Linked DNA regions of Sus scrofa: region 2 is linked to region 1. A link is a contact called in public Hi-C data. All regions are on one chromosome and are shown on one strand. Each heading gives the region's core, a stretch centred on a gene start, on an enhancer-like site or on the middle of the called end of the contact. The rest is flanking DNA. Distances are from core to core; before and after follow the strand shown.

The links. Hi-C and Micro-C count contacts between places; a contact is called where the count stands out from the background.
Region 2: a contact with region 1 is called in a Hi-C map of omental adipose tissue, with 2.5 times the contacts expected there. The contact joins two enhancer-like sites. A contact is called at or near these places in 19 of 47 Hi-C or Micro-C datasets (alveolar macrophages, brain, embryonic fibroblasts and 12 more) and 1 of 2 datasets of contacts at active chromatin or transcription factors (skeletal muscle).

The regions. Positions count from the first base shown.
Region 1 is chr7:3,088,474-3,095,890 of Sscrofa11.1, forward strand. The region is part of intron 2 of LYRM4 (LYR motif-containing protein 4); the gene reads right to left. Among named protein-coding and RNA genes, the nearest start is that of PPP1R3G, 43 kb to the left of the region's middle. Within about 2 kb of position 3,193, at least 23 of the 83 cell types and tissues checked have an H3K27ac peak or open chromatin away from gene starts, as enhancers often do. A contact at or near this core is called in fetal skeletal muscle, omental adipose tissue, retroperitoneal adipose tissue and 1 more, where this site is marked.
Region 2 is chr7:4,069,271-4,076,687 of Sscrofa11.1, forward strand. No RefSeq gene overlaps it. Among named protein-coding and RNA genes, the nearest start is that of LY86, 35 kb to the right of the region's middle. Within about 2 kb of position 3,686, at least 23 of the 83 cell types and tissues checked have an H3K27ac peak or open chromatin away from gene starts, as enhancers often do. A contact at or near this core is called in fetal skeletal muscle, omental adipose tissue, retroperitoneal adipose tissue and 1 more, where this site is marked.

The DNA.
Region 1 (7,417 bases), core at 1,943-4,442:
TCTGTGATGAGTTCGCGTGTCTTCCGCCCTTTTCCCCTTTCCTACTCGTTCCTTGCCCCTTCCTCATGCGTCCAATGGGCTGAGTAGGGCGTCAGCAATGTCCTTTCCTCACAGACGGGCTGAGTAACCCACACAACTGCACCAAGGCGCCGGTTAGTGGGGGGTGGGCAGCCAGGGCTCTGTCCTGAGATTGGGGTCCCAGCCCGGCTCCCCAGGATGGGCTTGGAACACCCCACTGTGGCCTCGGTCTTCTGCACAGACCCCACCCAGCACCAGCCACAGCCATGTCGTGTAGCCTTCACATCTGTCTCCACAGCAGGATGAGAGCTCTCTGAAGTCTGGGGATGTGTCCTCTTTTTTTTTTTTAATCTTTTTAGGGCCACACCCGTGGCATACGGAAGTTCCCAGTCTAGGGGTTGAATCAGAGCTGCAGCTTCCAGCCTGCACCACAGCCACAGCCATGCAGGATCCAAGCTGTGTTTGCGACCTACACCACAGCTCATGGAAATGCTGGAACCCACTGAGCGAGGCCAGGGATCGAACCCACGTCCTCATGGATGCTCCTCAGCTCTGTCTTACCGCTGAGCCATGACGGGAACGCAGGGACTGTGTCCTCTTCATGTCCCCAGCACTGAGCAGTGTGGAGTTAGCTTCCTTCCCACCCCCTAAACAAAGAGTCTGAGGCTGGTCCTTGTCACGTGTCCTGGGGGAGACCTCTCATGACCTTGCCGAGGTGGTGGGCAGAGCCAGGCAAGGAGAAAGCAGACAGGGCCCTCCCCCGACCAGCTGCTAGAAGGGAGCCTTCTCCCTGGAGACCACGCAGGGCTTGGAGGCCAGCACTGGGGATTCTGGGATGACTGTGGCTGGGGGAGGAAGGTGGACCCCAGGGATCTGGCTGACAGAGAGCTCTGTTGGTCCAGGAGGGGGTGTCCCCGAGCTGGGACTGTATTAAGAGGACCTGGGAACCTGCTGTCACCACTCTGGCACTGGTCCCCGGGGGTAGGGAACATTCTCCTTGTGTCACCTCCGGAACTGCGGCCATGCAGGCAGGCTGACAACAGCCCTGAACCCCAGTGAGATGACAAAGGAAAACTAACAGTAAGAGTTAAGGGAATCTAGGAGCCAGACAGAAAACATCTGACCCAAACGGCCGCCTGTAACACAAAGCTGCTGGCAGAGGCAGAGGAACAGCGCAGCTAGAGCGCTTAGACTCTGGGAGAAACTGCTGGTAGGGAACAGACTTACTGACGAAATTTACACATGTTGGGAGACAGAGTGTCTTGATGGAAAAAACATTATCTTTTTGCAAATATCTGTAAAAATATATGCTTCTAATTACAAGCATCAGGCTATAGAAGGCAATTGTCAAAGAGTAGCAAAGCGGACCTCCCACACTAATCACAAGAGGGGAGAAGGAATGAAGAGCTACTTGGTAAAACCAATAAAAATAAAGAGGCGAAGAAAAGAAAACAAAGCCTAATAAATAACAGAATGAGATGAAGGAATGAAATCAACTCTATCAGCCATTAAATGAAACGTGGCAGGACTAACTGGGAATGATAACAAACAAGACAAAACTCCTAAAACAAACTGCAAGTGGAGGGATGTATCAGGGTGTGCTAGGCGTGTTCTGGGGGAAAAAGGCCAGTTTGTATTAATATGAGGCGGGGTTGAGTCTAAGAAGCACTAAACTGAACAATCACCAACATCTGCCAAAAAGACGGAGCAGCTGAAACCCCCATGCGCTAAATAAAGACAGTAGCTAAACTCATCAAGCTGGGACTACGAGAAATGAAAGGGGACATTCATCAAAACCCACTCCTGTGGGAACGCTGACGGTCGTCTTCCGAAAGAGAACAGAGCAGAGCCTTCAAGGACTTGGCCAGAGAAAGTCTTAAAAAGCTCTCCACCTCTCAGGTTAATTTACTTCTTGTTAGATTTTTGAATTAGCTGCCTCAGAATTGCCCACAACTTCCTCTTAAAGAACATCCTTAATATGCAGTCCTTAAAAACGACCCTGTAGAATATTTAAGGGCCTGGAAGATAGAATTTGAGTGGAAAAGAAAGAGCTGGGCACAAGTCATCATCAGGCCGCAATCATCACCCCGTCCCGGACTCACACCTTTTGCTTCAAGTGGTCGCGGCCGCCCAGCTGACAGATCAGGATTCGTTAGCGGATCGGAAATTCTGACCTGGCTTAACCTCAAGCAAGTTTCCATGACTGTACCCGACTCTTGTGGCTTTCAGGACCCCCCCGGAGCGGGGAGAGAAGGCATCCCAGCTGGTAACCCCAGTTCTCCGGGATTAAAGGTGAGCTCACCTGCTTTACCTGCTGAACCGACTATCCTTGAGAGACACACTCACTGGGCAGGTGCCAGGCTTAGTGGCCGAACGTCTTGGTTTCCCACTTAATTTTTACCGACAGCCCATCTCTACATAAGGCCCACACCTCAGGATGAGTACATGCAGAAGCAGGGAAGTTTAGTGCTCTGGCTACACTTTCACAGCTGGCACGCGGCTTACGGAGCTGACACAACCCAACCCAGGTCTTCTGACGATAAAACCTGCCATCTTTATAAATATATGTATGTACGTTCACAACTCAGAGCTAAGTGGGCGTAGGGGGTCGGGCGCGGGCGGGGGGGACGACACGGCAGCTCCCGGGCTGGGGACGAACCGAGAAGGGTCGCTGGGGGCGGATCTGGCGGAGACCAACATCTGTCATCTTTTACTACAACACACTTCCTCTCCTATTTTTCCCAGTTCTTGTTTTAGGGCGGCGTCCCGCACCATTCAAGCAGATGCTTCTGTTCTTCCCAGTTAATATTTTACGGAGAAACGCCACGCTAGTCAACGGCAGAGTCCCCGGGTCACCGAGGCTGGGCTGCAAGAGGCCGAGACAGACGGAGACGCAGCTCCCACCCAGGTTTACTGCGCCTCGGCTGCAGGAGCCCCCCACCCCTTCGGAAATGGGAGTTTGGGGCGATGGGCGCTGAGCCGGGCGAAGCACAGGCCAGGTGCCCTGGGCCGCGCGGAGGACTGGGCCTCATGCATCTCTGGCCAGCGGTTTCCGAGGGCGCTCAGGCTTTGCCAGAAAAGGAAGCGGGCCGAGCGGAGGGAACTGGACCGCCCTGTCTGCTCTGATCCCACTTGCGCCTCTGCCAAGGCTGGCCGATCCCAGCTCTCCCAGCTCTCCCAGCTCGGGGAGGCGGATCTTGCAAAGGAAATGGCACTTTCTTCCTGAAGATGGGGGAGGCGGGCCCCACGGAGCTGCTTGGGGACCGAGGGCAGCGCGAGGAGAGGAAAGGCAGCGGGAGAATGTCCACTTCCCGCCCCGAGGGGTCGGCCCGCTGCCCTATTTGGCCCCTTGCCCCAGGTTTTCTGGAGAAGAGGCCGGGACAGCTGCTCTGGCAGTGGGGGAGCGTGTGTGCAGGTGCTGGGGGCCAGTGGGGCCATGGTCCCCACGCTGCCAGGTCTCCCCCCGGATGCCCGGCCATCAGAGCCCTAGGCCCTTTCCTCTCCCAGCAGAACAACAGGCAGGTCTGTGCAAGACGGCCTTCTTCTTCCGATGTTTCCCCAAATTTTATTTTCTGAAATAAGAGATAACACTTGGTGTGGCTCTAGGCAGCTGCTTCCTGGCAGCGTTTCCCCTCTGCCGGGAGGGAGAAGACACGGGGAGAGACCAGCAGGAAGGTAAACAGCTCTCGGCACCGCCCGACCCGCCGAGGAGCGCGAACCCCGGCTGTCTGCCGGCACCCGGGTCTCAGGGACAGCCTGATGCTCGAGTCACACCTCAGGGGTGCGTTTACGTGGTCTGGGGTGTCGCTCACGTGTCACACGGTACAGGTTGTGGAGAAACACAGGGCGTAAACTCCCCGTGCAGACCACTTTAAAGTATCCCACCCAGTGGCACTCATGACATTCCTAGCGTCCTACACCCATCACCACCCTCTGCTGCCAGGATCTCTCATCCCCCCAAGAGCAGACCTCGTACCCATTCGCAGCCACTGCCCATTCTCTCCCCCGGCCCCTGGCAACCACCAGGGGCCTCCACACGCCCTCTGGATTTCCCCATTCTGCACATTTTCAATAAACGGAACCATAAAATATGTGGCCTTTGCGTCAGGCAGGCTTCTTCCACTTCGCATCAGGGATTCATTACTTTCAGGCTGACTTCCACGGCAGGCAGGCAGGCAGGCAGGCAGGCAGGCGTCGTCTTTCACTTGTCCCTCTTCGGCTGGAGGACACGTGGGTTGTTTGTACCTCTGGCTGTCGTGAGTAACACTGTCGTGAACACTTGTGCACGCGTCCTTGTTTCCATTCCTTTGGAGGAGACTTGCTGGACGATAAGTAAGGTCATGGTTACCTCATTTCCAAACGTCAGGATTCGGCAACGCTCCCGGGTGAGCCTAACATCCAGCCAAGCCCAAGAACCCAGCTAGCTAAGATCCAACTACCAGTTTTTATACAAGATAAGCGACCCAATAAATCAGCAAAATCCTGACCCAAGAACAAGAACTAAATTACAAGGGAAATCAGGGCCGACGGGGAGACGCGGGAACAGCCGCTAATGAGAAGGAAGGTCAGAGACAGACGGTCCAGGACACCGGGGTCCCAAGCCCAACGCACAGACACACAAAGTGAAAAGAACTGCATTTGTGAGATAACTGGAAATTCAAACACTGCATGTTTGATGATATTAAGAAATTACTGTGAATTTGTTATAACAATGGCACTGTACTGACGTACTGAAATAGTTTCATATTAAAATGAACATTTTCTCAAACAACATGACTGGGCACAGGTGGGCATTTGCCATTGGCCACGAATGTGTAATTCTGATGGAAGGTAGACGGCTGGCGGTGGGTACATGATAAAAATTTAAACAAGCTGGTGTAGGTACTTTGAAAATCAATACGGAGCTTCCAAAAAATTAAACATGGAACTGCCATACGAGCCGGCAACCCACCTCTGGGTATCGACCCCAAGCAAATGAGCTAGTATTTTGAGGACATCTCGCACCTCCGAGTTCAATGCAGACCCTGCCCGTGACAGCCAAGACCCAGGAGCAGCCCAGGAGCCCGTCCCCAGATGAAGGGACCAAGAAAATGCTAGGTACATGTGCACGCACACACACACACACACTCACACACACAACACACACACAGTACTCATACAACACTCATACTCACACACTCTCAAACACAGAGGAATACTGCTCTGACATAAAAAGAAGAAAACCTCTCCATTTGTGAAAACATGAATGAACCCGTGGACATTATGCAAAGTGAAATGAGCCAGACACAAAAGACAAATATTGGAGCTCCCGTCATGGCGCAGCAGAAATGAATGTGACTAGGAACCATGAGGTTGTAGGTTCGATCCCTGGCCTCGCTCAGTGGGTTAAGGATTCGGCATTGCCGAGAGCTGTGGTGTAGATTGCAGATGTGGCTTGGATCTGGCGTTGCTGTGGCTGCGGTGTAGGCCGGCAGCTGTAGCTCCGATTGGACCCCTAGCCTAGGAACCTCCATATGCTGTGGGTGCGGCCCTGAAAAACAAAAACAAACAAACAAACAAAAGACAAATATTGCATGGCGTCACCTTATACATGGAATTAAAAAGAAAATAAAAGTCAAACTCACGGCAACAAAGAGCACAAAGAAGAGGGGTTACCAGGTGGGGGAGGGGAGGTGGAGATTGATCAAAGGGTACAAACTGAGTTATGAGACAAGAAAGTTCGGGAGCCCGAGGGTCGTCTCCACTCTATAGTAACTACAGTTCAAGACAATATATTGTACACTTGAAATGTGCTAGAGAGGAGAGCTCACGTGTTCTCCCTGCAGCAGAAAAGGCGACTGTGAGGGGATGGGTATGGAATCATCGGGACCTTGGGACTCTCACAGTGTATACAGGCACCAACACAGCCTGTCCTGCACTTCAACACACACGACTTTTATTTGCCAATCAAACTTCAATAAAGCTAGGGGGAGAAACGTAAAAACAAAACAAAACAAATAAAAAGTCATAGCCATTGCAAACAAACATAGATGGCAAATGTAAGCAAACGTCTATTTGTTTAAGAAAACTCATCCCTGCTCACTGCCCTCCTTCCCGAGCTAACCACCCTCCTGGGACTGTGAGGACAGTGGGTGCAGTGAGCACAGCAAGGGCAGTGAGCACAGCAAGAGCAGTGGGCGCAGTGAGCAGAGTGAGTACGGGGAGGACGCTGAGGGCAGCGGGGAGGACGGTGAGGGCAGCGAGCACGTGCAGATTCACTCCCCGTGTGCTTTCAGGGTAATGCAATGAGCTCCCTGAGCAGGGTTCACTGGCGATGCCTGGGGCCTTGTTGCCTTTAAAGACAAGGATTTTCTTCTACATTTTCCTGTTGAGTCCATTCAAAAAGGCTCTAGAATTTGAAACGAATCCAATCCTGTTTTTTATTGTGGTAAAATATACACATGAAATTTGCCATTTTAAAGTGTACAGTTCTGTGGCATCAACTACCTTCAGGCTGTAGTGCAGACATCACCACCATCCCCTTGAACTTTCTTTTCTTTCCAAACTGAAACCATGTCCGCAAGCAGCACCGCCTCTCCCTCGGGCTTCCCCCAGTCCCGGCAAACACCACGCACATCCTGTCTCCATGATGTGACTCCTCTAGGGACCTCATACAAGGACTCACACAGGAGTTGTCCTTCTGTGGTTTATTTTTCTGAGCATAATGTCTTCAAGGTTCATCCATGCTGTGTCCTGTACAGAATTTCCTTCCTTTGTGAGGCTGAATGCGTGTACCGCCTTCTGTGCGTCCACCATTCACTGATGGACGCATGGGGTGCTTCTCCTTTTGGCTACTGTGAATGATGCGATGAACAGTGTATGCAAATATCTGGTGAGTCCCTGCTTTCAATTCTTTTGGGCACTGCCCAGCAATGGAACTGCTAGATCACACTGTAATTCCAGCCAACATTCTTTGTAATAATAATCTGTCCACAGTTTCCTACTGCATCCATCCATCCATCCATCCATCCATCCATCCATCCATCCATCCATCCATCTATCTTTTTAGGGCCTTACCCATGGCACACGGAAGTTCCTGGGCTAGGGGTTGAATTGGAGTTGCAGCCACCAGCCTACACCACAGCCACAGCCACAACAGATCCAAGCCTCATCTGTGCCCTACACCACAGCTCATGGCAACACTGGATCCTTAACCCACTGAGTGAGGCCAGGGATCAAATGGTGTGGAGACTCGTCAGGTTTGTTACTGCTGAGCCATGACGGGGACTCCCTCCTGCTGCCCTTAGAACAGGCTGGGCTGGGGGTGGAAAGTGAGAAGGCAGGACAAATCTGTGTTCCCATCCAGGGCTTTGTCCTAAGACAAACCTGGTTTACGACCTCGCTCTGCCACCTACTGGCT
Region 2 (7,417 bases), core at 2,436-4,935, 980 kb after region 1:
AAATTAAAACCATGTAAGATATCACATCTATTAGAATGGCTGTTATCAAAAAGACAAGAGATATTGTTGCAAGGATGTGGAGAAAGGGAACTTTTGTGAGCTTTGAATAGAAATGTAAATTGGTGCAGCCACTATGGAAAACAGCATGGAGTTTCCTCCAAAAGTTAAAAACAGAACTCTATGCTCCCATAATCCCACTTCTAGGTAGATATTCAAAGGATTTGAAATCGCTGTCTCGTAGGAACACCTGCCCCACCATGTTCACTGCAGCCTTCCTCACAATAGCCAAGATATGGAACCAACATGTGTCCATCAATGGATGAATGGATAAGGAAGATGAGGTACATATACACAACGGTACATTATTCAGACATGAATAATGGAAGGAAATTCTGCCATTTGTGACAACATGGACAGACCTCGAGGGCATTATCCTAAGTGAAAAAAGTCAGACAGAGAAAGACAAACACTGTATGAGCTCATTTACATGCAGAATCTAAAAGAAGTCAAACTCACAGACACAGAGGGTATAATGACCACCATCAGGGAATGGGGGGTGGGGAAAATAGGGAAATTTTGGTCAAAGAGTACAGTGTCCCGGACTCCGACTCCTCCTCGATGGTCTGAACTGAGAGTTGTGTCTGCCCAGCACAGTGAGACGTGAGCTTCTCAAGGGCATCACCTGCACCACAGTACAGTGTCTCCCGAGCATCACCCTCATCAGGACCATGGGTATCTCCTATGCATCACCTGCATCAGGACCATGAATATCTCCCAAGCATCACCAGCAGCACAAGTGTGCCATCATCTTTGCTCAGCTTTCAGCCCTTGAGCAGGTGATATTGTTTAGTTTCTTGGCCTTTCACCCTTCACAGGCATGGCTTAGAAATCCAGAAATGTCTGGAAGAGGAACTGTATACTGACTCAACTCCCTTTGCTTCTGCTTAATGGCACATCAAGTCCCGGCAACTTGGCATCCTGCACTCCAATCATTTTGACTGCAGCAAGCTTTGAGCTGCCACTTTCTGTCTGGGTTCCACACCCCATGACAAGGCCTGAATCAGCAAATGCTCCAAGGGGAGAACAGCAGCTGTAAAGAAAGGACTCATTTCAGTGCACTTCTCTCCTGCTCACATCTCAGCCCCTTCAAATCCTGGTGACCTTGACTGCTCTCTGATGCTCTCAGACTGCTTTCTGTTTTATTTTATTCAGCTTCACAGTTCTTTAGCACTTGGGGTGTTATTACATAAACCACTACTTTACAGCCAAAAATGGAAAACCCCTTCAGGTTTTTTTTCCCCCCAGAAATGTACTAGGTGGCATATTTTCTTACTTAATGGAAATGTCTTTCTGTTGGCTCCATGTGTGAAAGATAATTTGATGTAGATCAAAACTCTTGGTTCACCAACACTTTTCCCTAAAAATTCTGTAGATGTTGCTCCATATTCTTTTTGTATTTAATGTGCCAGAGAAAAACTCTCATTGAGCTTGATTTTTGTTCCTTGGTCACAGGTGTTAAAATTAAATTAATGTTTCGGGCGAGACACCAAAAAGAATGATATCAACTTCAACGTCTGCATAGCTTTTCTGAGTAGGTGGCTGAGAAAGGAGTAGCCTCACCCATCCAGAGAACCAAGGATGCAGAGCTGGGCTGATTTGCAAGCAAGACTTTGGGGGATGCCTCTGGACCAGGCCAGCTCTCTCACCTCAAGTGTCTGGGGGTGGGTGGGTTGGAGGAGCTCAGTGGAGCACTCAGAACCCTTGGGAGACTCGCCATCTTTTCACCCTGCCTGCTATTACTGTTTGTATACTGACCACATGTAAAAGGTGTCATCATATGGTCTCAACCAAATTAAACACATACAGAAAAACTATTGTAAGGAAACACATGGCAAGGATTGTCATATGTTTGGGGGGGGCGGATTTTTGTCCTCATTTATTCCCTTATTTTCCAAACCTGTACAAAGACATGCACTGCTTTTAACAATTTGAAATCTTGCTTTTAAATACCTAAATGTAAACACTTTACCATACACTGTATGCTAAGTATGTGTTTTTAACCTACAGTTTCGTAAAAAAAAAAAAAAAATGTTCCCGTAAAAAAAAAAAAAAACCCAGAATAGAACACCCCACCCCGCCACCTCGGAATGTGTTTTCCTCTGGATCGTGATTTCCCCTAGATAGCTATTTTCAACCTTTTATATATAGTGGGGGACGGGGGGGGGGGGTAGGTACTTTAAGAATATACCAGTTCCGGACATAAGGTGGGTCTACCCGATCATTGGATGGCCTTAGGAGCACCTGCAGGGGCCTCTCCCATCCCCACTCAGGGTGAGACCCTCCTCATTCTGCTTCTCTCTCTGGGTGCCTCCTCCTTTCCCCTCAGTCCCTCCTCCCAGGCACCCCGCCTCGCCGACCCTTGCCCCCTAAGCTGCTCACAGCCACATTTAGATGGCCCTTGGTACACATTCTGGCACATTTTCCTTCAACCACTGGGCGCTTTTTTTGAGAATGGGTTTCTGCACTAGCCGGCACCCACCCCCACCCCCACCCCCACCCCTCAGGGCAGGAATGTGACTCCTGGCCGAGCTGGGGTCGCGGAGGGTTGGGGAGGGGGCCTTGGCGCAAATGCAATTCAATTGACCGGCCAGCAGCCGGCTCCTCTGGGGGCGCTCACAGCTTGCCGCTCGCCGGCCCGCTTTCTCCCGGAGATGAAAAAGGGAAAGGGAGGAGGCCACTAATGTGAGAAACAGTCCCTCTCCTGGGTCAGCAATGGCGCGGTCCGGGGAGGGGCCGCCCTGGCGCAGTCGTGTCCCTAAGGGCCCCGGCCCAAGAGGCCGCCTTCAGATCCGCAGCCAAGTGAATTGCAATGAAAAATTCATTGGCCTCCACTCTTTCGCGGCCCAGATCCGCACGGAGCACCCCCCTCCCCCCGCCACCCAAGCCAGGCAGGAGCAGCTGGGCTTTAAAGCGGCCGCTCCGCCCGGGATGCGCTTGGCTTCGGGCGGGGGGTGCTCGGTCAGGGAGCCAGGGTTATTCTCCACAATACCAGTGGGAAGCACGCCCTGGGTCTCCAGAACCCTCGAGTGTGTAAACGGACCCCCGACCAGGGCCTAGTCCCCGCCACCAGCTTTAGCAGCCACAACGCAGCCAGAGCGCAAGGCCCTTCCGGGGAGGCGGGGGAAGAGGGGGTGGCCAGGGCGGGCAGGTGTCGCAGCCCCTAGGCCGGGGTGGCGGGGGAGGGCGGGGGCCAGAGTCGGAGAGATGCAACAGAGCCACGGGTTTCTGGAGGCCTGTGCAGCCCCTGCCATCTGGGCACTGCGCAGACAGACGCTGCGTGGGCCCCCGGAGCGAGCCACCTCCGCGCGGCTGCGGGAAGGCTCCACGTCGGGGGCTGCGGGAAGAAACACCGGCCGGGGCTCGCCTGCTGCCCAGGCTCTGCGTGTGGAAGTCATTTTCCTAAAATGACTTTCAATAGCCACTGATGATTTGCTATGGGACACGCAGGACTCTGAGGTGCTACCCTCTGACCTAGCTGGGATGCGCGGCGTTATCCGGCTGTTTTGCTTTGGCCCCAAACGCGCTGATTAGAGAAGTTGGAGATTCAGGTCAGGCTTTCCCAGGACCTCCAGGCCCGGACTGCGCCGGCTCGCGGGCCAACAGCGCCATCTGGTGGTCATGGTCGCACTGCGGCGGGACCAGGCCGAGTGATGTAATGGTCCACGTTTGCCTTCAGAGTGGGCTCTGCCGCAGGGCCCGCGTTGCCCGAGGTTCCCACTCCAGTATTTCCTGTAAATGAGTCATCGCGCAAGGGATTTCTCCATAGGACCCTTGCTATACATTGCAACGGACGTGTCCCTCTTTGCACTCTATTCCAGGGCTTCTGGATTTGAAGCTGAAAGCGAGGAAGAACTCAAAGTCTAAACTCCTTGATTCACAGCTGTGAAGCTGGCTGGTTATGCGACTTTTCCCAGGTCCGGCCACGCGAGGACCAGAATCGCGCCTCTTGGCAGAGTGTTTTTAAGAGCCCTGTGAGTTATGTCGGCTTGGGAACTTATTCGGTCCCTTGGGCCTGCAGAACAGATGCCTTGGTGCCTGAAAAGCCCGGAGCACGCTCTCACTGTCACCTCTCCGCTGCCCCTCTCCGCTTTGCCACTTACCCCAACCCAGGCTAATGTCCTCAGCTGCCTCCTTGTCTGGCACCTCATCCCGCCAAGACTCACTGAGAAGGCCCCTATGCAGAGGACTGATGGGACCAGGGGCAAATTTAGGTGGACTTGCGGCTGCGCCCTCCCTGCAACTCAGGGCTTTCAACATTCGTTGATTCCTGCATTGCAGATGCTGCAAATGCTTCCTTCTGATCTTCAGCTCTTGGCCTTACAAGACCTCACCATTTCAAAAACAAATTCTCCTGCTTTCCAGAGACGAGGTTTGCCTCCTGGGAGCCTCCTCCATGTTGCCTCTTTCGCCCTTAAAATATTTGCATTATCTCTATCTTCTCTTTCTCTATTGCCTCAAGGGGGAGGAAAAAAATCCTTTGTCTTTTCTAAAGCAAATGCATCGACTTTTACCTCTCGCATAAAAGAGTGAGCCCAAATAAAACAGGAAAATAAAAACAGTCAAAAGAGCAAATTGAAGAAGCTAAAGGCAACATTAAGAAACCATCAGTAGTCTCGGGTGCATGAAAAAAATACTGCATAGTGGAGAAAAAGATGCCACCAGAAAAGGAATATTCAGAGATGGCGGGGGGGGAAACCTCCTGGAAATTAGAACACATGATTATAACAGCCAAAGACTCAAAGAAAGGATTCAATGAAAATGTAAGGCGGCTCCAGAAAGTTGAACAAAAAGGCAAAACAATAGAGAGCTAAAAATTAGAAATAAAGCAAGACTAGTCGAAGAGAGTCAGTTACATAATTTGAAAAGCTCAGTGCAAAATGATAATGTTGGGGTCCCTTGTTTAAAAAATCGTTAAGATTTTCAGGCACGGGCTGGTACCGTGAACACGGGTCTCTGGCCCCTCCTCTCCTTCCTCTGGGTTAAGGGATCCTAGCAACCTGAGACCTTAGCAACCTGTGACAGGAGGAATCCTTTTGGTCAGAGTTTTGACCCACAAGAGCTCTGCTTTTTAGACTATTTGGAGGTTAGTGGAAAGCGAGAGCCCCGCCATCAGCTCTGCAAGTTTAAAGCTGAGCTGCCCAGGAGTTCCCGTCGTGGCTCAGTGGTTAACGAATCTGACTAGGAACCACGAGGTTGCAGGTTCGATCCCTGGTCTTGCTCAGTGGGTTAAGGATCCGGCATTACCGTGAGCTGTGGTGTAGATCGCAGACGTGGCTCAGATCCCGAGTTGCTGTGGCTCTGGTATAGGCTGGTGGCTACAGCTCCGATTCAACCCCTAGCCTGGGAACCTCCACATGCCATGGGAGCAGCTCTAGAAAAGGCAAAAAGACAAAAATAAATAAATAAATAAATAAAGCTGAGCTGCCCAGTACAGAGGCCTTAAAGACTATGAGATCAGGACTCAGAAGCATGAGGCTAATGAGACTCAGGTGTGTCTGGTCTGATGGAGACAGATTGTAAGTGTAAAATATACACAGGATTTAAATATTTAGTATAAAAAAATAACATCAATATCCTGTTAATAATTGTGTTGTAGTGATTACATATTGAAGTGATAATGTCTTAGATATATTACGTTAAATATATTATCACAATTTCACCTGTTTCTTTTTACTTTTTAAAAATCTGGCTGTTGGGGGTTCCTATTATGGCTCAACAGGTTAAGAACCCGACTCAGAACCACGAGGACATGGGTTCCATCCCTGGCCTCACTCAGTGGGTCAAGGATCCAGCATTGCCATGAGCTGTGGAGTAGGTCGCAGATGCAGCTCGAATCTGGCATTGCTGTGGCTGTGGTGTAGGCCGGCAGCTGAAGCTCTGATTCCACCTCTAGCCTGGGAACTTCCACAGCCCTAAAAAGACAAAAAAAAAAAAAGCTGCTATCGAAAAAATTTTAATGTGGCCTGTATTTTTATTGGACGGCACTGGTCTTTATTACCGAGCGACAGTCACTAACCCAGTAGTTACTTCTATGTTTTGTTTCTGCCTTCTTATCACAGAGTTTCGGGGCAGCTGACTTGGCCCAAGCCATATCCATCAGTTTCCAAAGAAGAACATAGAAACTACTCTAGGTATTTCAAACGGATGGAGATGTAGTGTAGGGAATTAGGTTACCAGATCATTATAAAGGCGGGAAGAGCTAAACAGGAAGGTGGTGTTTCCTGAAATCCAGAACTGCAGAAAGCTGCCACCACTCTGTAGAGGAGCCAGGGCTCATGGGAGCCTACCCCACTCACCCTGCCCCATTGTTCAGCAGCTCCAAGAACTCACGGTCAAGTGTGGGCTACACCAGGGCAGGAGTCTGCTGATGGTGTTGCCGCTGTGGGCACCACGTAGCAGCTGACAATCACTCTCTGCTGTCACTGGGCTAGAGGACACGATATTGTTGTTGAGAGGGCCTGCCAGAAACATAGTGGCTTCTGCCTTTTCACTCTTTCTACTTTCTGTGGATGCCTCCAACTGGCAGGCTTCAATAGAGTTTGGCTGGATATGAAGTCTGGAGAATGTAGTTTGCAAGCTTCTAGCCCTGGCAGCGAGAAGGAAAGGATGATGGGATGAGGCACAGAGGTTTCCTATAGAGTCTCTTCTAGTAGATCAACGTGGCAAATATCATTGAATGTACTGGGAGGAAAGTCTTTGGCTGAATGGGGATGAATTATTGATAAGGACCCAGAAAACAAAGAGAGCACTGGAAATTTAAAACTAAGTCAACTGGATTTCCCATTGTGGCTCCGTGGTTAACGAACCCAAAAACCCGACTAGTATCCATGTGGGCTCGGGTTCAATCCCTGGCCTCACTCTGTGGGTTAAGGATCTGGTGTTGCTGTGAGCTGTGTGTATAGGTTGCAGCCCAGGCTCAGATCCCATGTTGCTGTGGCTGTGGTGTAGGCTGGCAGCTACAGCTCTGATTTGACCCCTAGCCTGGGAACCTCCATATGCCTCAGGTGCATCCCTAAAAAAAAAAAAAAAAAAAAAAAAACTTAAGTCAACTGTAAACTCCAGGAAAAACAAAAGTTTTACAGTAAAGAAATATAATCACATACTGGGTTCAGCTATGAACACTGTTTCTATGTTCATAAAAACATCAATTCCTAATATTAATTTACTGAAAGTAATACACGATTGTACTGAGGTGATGGGGTATGTGAAAGAGGTAGGTGAATTTGAACTGTAAATCTTCATCCTCCATGGTAGTAATTCGAGACATAAATATAACCTTGGGAGAGAACATCAAGAAAGAGCAGTATGAGATGGTCATTTCTGTGTTTGAAGGTGTATCCATGAAGAAACAACTGCA